2 separate regions of the Mus musculus genome follow, and region 1 is linked to region 2. The links are chromatin contacts, called in public Hi-C maps. All regions are on one chromosome and are shown on one strand. The core of a region is the stretch at or near the end of the contact, and the rest is flanking DNA. Distances in the headings are between cores, read along the strand shown. Region 1 overlaps Igf1r (insulin-like growth factor I receptor). Region 2 holds the start of Pgpep1l (pyroglutamyl-peptidase I-like).

Region 1 (2,844 bases), core at 109-2,608, 42 kb before region 2:
TCCCCCGTGAGGCTCCAACAGTTGAAAATGTCATCTCACAGGCTTTCTAATGAAACCTAGGAGGAGCTCGATGAGGTGACACTAGCTAGCTCAGGGTCTCCAGAAGATAGCTGCTGGTCAGAGGCAGGGCTTCCCGCAGATGAAGATACTCCGGTACGTGGGGTGATTGTAAGGAGATCGGATTTACTACAGGGCGGTAGGAACAGTGATGGTTCTGTGTAGTGGGAGAGGCCGTGGCTTCTCTGTGGACCACTCCATAGACTGAGAGGATTTCTCTAATACACTGGAGAGGATTGGTGGTGCTGGGGACCGCACGCTCACTCTTCCTTCCAGCCCCTCTGCTCTGCCACTATGATTCAGGAATCAACAAGGATGGAGTCAGTGTAGCCCAGGTATTTAGGATAATCTTCCTGCCTCAAACTCCCCTAGTGCTTGGATTGCAGCCAGTGTTACTGCTGGTGCCCAACTAAAACTTTATATTGGAATTTGAATTCCTCTCGTTTTCTTCTTATAAAATACTCCTATTTGGGGGTGGGGCGTGGGGGACTTGTTAATTTGTTTGTTTTTGCCCCAGCTGTTGGCAAGTGTAAAAAAAAAAAACCCTCTTGCTTGGGAGGGCCTTACAAAACTGAATAGACAGCAGGCCATATTGAGCCACTGACTGGTCCGTGGCCTGCTGTGCCCTGCAGCATCTTCACGGAGAACACTGCCACTGTGGCCTTTCTAAACTGACCTCCGAAGGCGTACAGGATGCAGGGGGCCTGCCTAGAGAAGCTCTGGGTTCTGAGTGCTGTTATAGCTTTACTTTGACCTCAGTGGTGCAGGGCAGTCCTACTCGTCCATTGCGAGAATAGTCAGTATGTGGGCAAAGGTGAAAGGATGGAGTAGGAGCATGGCTGCCTCTGAGTCTGTGTAAGGGTGTGCCCCACCAGCCTTGGTTAGGATACCAGGATCAGCACTGTCTCACGAGCTGAGAAACCGTTCAAAAGAGCAGGTGTGAGTTTTGTTCCTGTGGTTTGGGCCTGGTCACAGGAGAGGTATTGTTGGTTTTTTTCTTTTCTTTTATGCTGGAGCAAACATTTGTCTGAGAAACTCATGGAACTCCTGAAGTTGATCCATCCCCAGCTGCCTGGATTTTTTTTTTTTTTTTTGGTATGAATTTAATATGCTTGGGAAGGAGCCACCTGCTATGGGAAAGGCAGTGGACTTCCTGTTCCCAGCATAGAGAGGAGGAAGCTTACACACGGAGGCCGCTCTTGGATGCGAAATGATTGATTCAGGAGGCCTTTTTGCTTTGCCATTCAGAACCCCCTTGGCAGATCGGTCTCCTTTCTAAGAAAAGAACAGAGTGAAGGGAAGGGAGCCGGGCTGCTCCAGTAGGGAGTGTGGTGCCCTGATTTGGCTGAGACGCTGATGAGAGGAAGATGTGTTCTGTGAAAGGATTTTTTTTTTTTTTTTTTGGCACAGTAAGCAAACACTCTTGGGAGTAGTCTGAAGCCTGTTGGGTCTCACACGTAGAGGAAGGACTTCCATGGTGTGGTTCTGAGGCAGGAACAGCCCTTTCTCTGGCCATGCTTTGGTCTCGTCGTCCCTACACATGAACCAGTCTGCTTCAGGAGTAGCTAAGTATCCAGCCTTGTGTATTACAAAGTGTTCTAGCTTTAGAGGAAAGGCTGCCACCAAACACCAGGGTATCCAGGTCTGACTGTCAGTGCAATAGCTCAGTTTGAATTGATCTAGCAAATTCTGTGAGGCTGGGTCAGGGGAGCCTATCATTCCCATCTTTACCCCTGGGTTTCAGGGCTTTGGACACAGATTTGTCAGTGAACCCTGCTGAGGTCAGGGGCCAGTCCCAGAGTTCACGGAACCTGGAGATCCTGAAACAGGTTCCAGCCCTCGTGCTGCAGAATGGGACGACGATGTAAGCTCAGCCACAGAATTGATCCATTTGATCCATTAACATCTCCAGAGCTCACATGCCAAGTCTTCGGGATGCGGGATTCAGGAAGGAACTTGAACGTTTTACTAGCCGAGCGTCACCAGCTCAGATGCAGCTGAGACATACTCAGTCCAATCTGACTACTTCTGTACTTTTCCTCTCCACCCCCAGGAGGCTGGGAATCCCAGTCTGGTTTTGTCGAGATAAATTGAATAGAGTCATCACAGGCAGGTGACAGTGTCTGCTGGACGGTCCCTGGCATCGACTGTGTGCCAGCAACTGGGCTATATAGCATCCCCGTCTAGGTCCTGGCCCTAAAACAACCTTAGTTGCTTGAGATGCTAGAGGAGGACCCACTCAGTCCCGTAGGCCCTTCTGAAAGTCTGATCCCTGCTAAGAGTCACTACTACCTGGTACAGTACTAACAGGCGGCAGCAGGGGTACTGTATACATGAGGTCCTGGGCATATTTCAGTTTGCCAGTGCCTCACATAGATGGCAGCCTGTCCAGCTGAAGACACGGGGTGTGCTTGGGGGCTCAGAAGCCAAGTGAGGAATGGGCATAGCGGTGGGCGTACACCCCAGGATAGCACTCACTTCTAGAGGGATAGGTGTGCACCTTCACAGAGGGACATATTCTGTAAATCGCGGCTCCAGCTCATCAGAGCTGTCCAGTGGTTTTAAAGTGTGCTTTTTAGAGGGAGCATTTTATCAGCTTATTAATCCCAGAGTCTACTGGAGAGTTTTCTTGTGGAAAGAGTATTTAAAAAAAACAAAACAAAAAAAAAACAAGGTCTTAAATCGCACAGAGCAAAAAAGACTTCCTTTTATGGGCAGCCCTGGAAGGGCTGACTCTGGGATGATTTAAAAGAGGCATCACATGGCTTGTTTTTACTGATGTCACCT
Region 2 (2,829 bases), core at 111-2,610:
ACAACTAGGGGCTCCAATAAAATGAAGAGTCTGTCCTCCGGCAAACTCAAAACATTACTAATAAAGGCAGGCCACACTCTGGGATCCAGTGGGCATTTCCCAATGGCGCCTGACTCCCAGCAACTGCTGGCTGATGAGAGAAATGTAGGGAAAGACGTGAGTCCAAGAGGGGGCAGCACATTTCCATGCCCATATTTCATTTGAGACAGGCACTGCTTTTACCAAGAGTATGGTTTCCTGAGGACGTCAAATGTAATTTGAGCCATTCCATCTCTGGACCCGAAATAAAAAAAAAAAAAAAAAAAACAAATCAGAAGTGCAAGGGAATAAGAGTGTCTCAAAAGAATGCTCTTTTCTTTTCTTTTTTTTTTTTTTCCTTCCTCCTTTTGGAAGGCTGATAGTATGAATCACTGTCCGAAAGTATTTATCAAAGAAGCTTTCAATTAGGACAGGTGACAGGAATCCTTTGTTTCCCTTTATCGAATACAAGTTGGAAAACTTGAAATGTGCCAAATGTGTCTAACTAAAAATAAATAAAGCGCTTTGGTGTCTGACTAAAAATAAGAGCATCGTGAGGAAAGAGTAAGCCCATAGGGACCAGCTGTGACAATGACAGGTGCCTGTGGCTGGGGTGACTTCAGATGTGCGGCTGAGATGGAGGACAGAGCAGCCACCATTCCTTCCAGGCTGACCTTTTGGGGTTCAGAGGCATCAACCAGTGTGTGTGTGTGTGTGTGTGTGTGTGTGTGTGTGTGTTCAGTGGCATCCACAACCAGTGTGTGTGTTGGTTATTTCAGTGTTTCCATAGTAGCAAAAGCACCATGGGGGTTGGCGACTGCAGTCTCCATCAAGGCCTGGTCCTTTAAAAAGGATGGTATGAGGCCCTGTGATGGTTAATTCTGTCTAAATCTGCAATTCGATGGTCTCCACTGGGTCCTAGGCTTAGGGACAGCAGGTGGTAGCCTGGGCTCCTCCCCAAGGGGCTGAAGGACAAACAAGGTCTGAGAGAACCTAAGCCACAAGTGGGCACCTCCGTGCATGGCACTCAAGTTATTTGTGGCGAAGGGGCTCAGAGGCAGGAAAGCCTGTGTTTTTTTTTAATAGGGCTGAGCAGGAAGTCAGCTTCCATCTGGAATTCCTACCAACACCAGTTGCCACCCGTGTTCCCCTGGGAGAGCTGTTTACAAGCAGAGTCGAGCAAGTGCGCATTCCAGGCCCCAGCAGAAAGCAGCCAAAACCAAAACCCGGAACGCAGGGAAACTTGGGCTTACCGGTCACCACCACGCAGCGGGACTGCGAATCCATGAGACCCGGCTGCGCTAGGCTGGTCCAGCCGAGATCCAGGATGGAAAAGACCACGTGGGGAGTGTGGAAAGGCCACGCCCCTCGGGAGCAGAACTGGCGGCCTTTGGACACTCGAGGGTCATAGCGCCGCCAGAACTAATATGGACTCAGCTTAGTTGGTTCCGTAGGATACATGACATCATGGTGCTCGACCCTATAGCAACCAACTGTCCCAAGACTGTGGGGTTACTAGGACCCACCACTGAAATCGCTCAAGCTAGGACCGCGCGGGTCACCCTCTCTGTTTTTTGCACCTATCTTCTTGATTACCTTGATTTTTTTTTCCTTTTTCCTTTTTTTTTTTTTTTCTCGGTAGAACCCCCTGCTGCCTGGAGTATTGCCCTGTGTTTGGAAAGTGTGACTTGGCTTATGATTGTTCTTGAATTCTGCAAAGCGTTTAAACAAGCAACCAAACTCGCAGCAAACACTCACTGGAAGCTGACTGTAGGCGGTGCTTGCAAGCACCTGCTGCCTAGACCCAGTGGGTCCACCGTCAAATTTCTGTTTTCTTGTTCTGCGGAGTGGGGCTCACCCCCGCCCGCTTAGACGGAGCATACTGCCTCCCACGCATGTCCCCAGCTGCATCTGCCTGGAGCGACAGGGTCTCACCAGCTGGCTGATGTCTGCTGGCTTCAGACTGGCTCATCCTGTCTGCGAAGTGCTTCCTACTGCGTTCCCTGGCAAAAAAATGCCATCCGATGTCACCCACGGTCTTGGCATTTCTCTGAGTTAGTTGAGCTCTTAAAATCTGTCAGAGAAACAATGACGGGAAACCTTACTTTTGGGACAGTTCACCTATTGATGCAGCCTGCTGGCTTTTCAAAAATACTTAAGTTTTGTTTTTGTTTTTTTGTTTGTTGTTGATATATATATATATATATATATATATATATAAAACAACAACAACTCTCTCTCTCTTATGAGAGAGAGAGAGAGAGAGAGAGAGAGAGAGAGAGAGAGAGAGAGAGAGAGAGAGAGAGAGAGAGAGAAATAAAACTCGGGGCTGGAGAGATGGCTCAGCGGTTAAGAGCACTGACTGCTCTTCCAAAGATCCTGAGTTCAAATCCCAGCAACCACATGGTGGCTCAAAACCATCTGTAATGAGATCTGAAGCCCTCTTCTGGAGTGTCTGAAGACAGCTATAGTGTACTTATACGTAATAATAAATAAATAAATCTTTAGAGAGAGAGAGAGAGAGAGAGAAATAAAACATACTTCTCTCTCCCCATCCGGGTGAGGCAGGGAAGCAGCCACGGGTGATCTGATGAGCCCCAGTAGTTGTTAACTACTTAATTGGCCGCGTGAGACATTCCCTTTAATTGGCCCTGGAGGTGGGGTCCTGGCTTCTTTTGTTTTGAGAAAGCCAGCTCTATCCCTCCCTGCCACCCACGCATCCACCCCGCCCCCCAGGCTGAGACCCGACTAGATTCTAGAGGAACTCAGGGGCTTTGTACTGGACCTGGTTGCAGGTGGGGTGGGAAAGAG

Evidence for each region. A called contact is a pair of places that touch in the nucleus more often than the background predicts.
Region 1: a Hi-C map of cerebral cortex shows a contact between it and region 2, with 1.7 times the contacts expected there. The contact joins the enhancer-like site here to the promoter of Pgpep1l in region 2. A contact is called at or near these places in 3 of 39 promoter capture datasets (frontonasal cranial neural crest, pre-B cells and second pharyngeal arch cranial neural crest), 1 of 15 datasets of contacts at CTCF or cohesin (the NIH/3T3 cell line), 8 of 484 Hi-C or Micro-C datasets (the CH12 cell line, DN3 thymocytes, bone marrow-derived DN2 thymocytes and 4 more), 5 of 115 datasets of contacts at active chromatin or transcription factors (the SCID.adh cell line, bone marrow-derived macrophages, embryonic stem cells and 1 more) and 3 of 9 other capture datasets (adipose tissue, liver and pancreatic islet).

The regions. Positions count from the first base shown.
Region 1 is chr7:68,220,568-68,223,411 of GRCm38.p6, forward strand. All of the region lies in intron 20 of Igf1r (insulin-like growth factor I receptor), which reads left to right. Among named protein-coding and RNA genes, the nearest start is that of Pgpep1l, 42 kb to the right of the region's middle. Within about 2 kb of position 1,359, at least 33 of the 459 cell types and tissues checked have an H3K27ac peak or open chromatin away from gene starts, as enhancers often do. A contact at or near this core is called in DN3 thymocytes, the SCID.adh cell line and cerebral cortex, where this site is marked.
Region 2 is chr7:68,262,873-68,265,701 of GRCm38.p6, forward strand. Pgpep1l (pyroglutamyl-peptidase I-like) reads right to left here and starts at 1,361. Exons shown (of 4, transcript NM_030101.1): 1 at 1,272-1,361.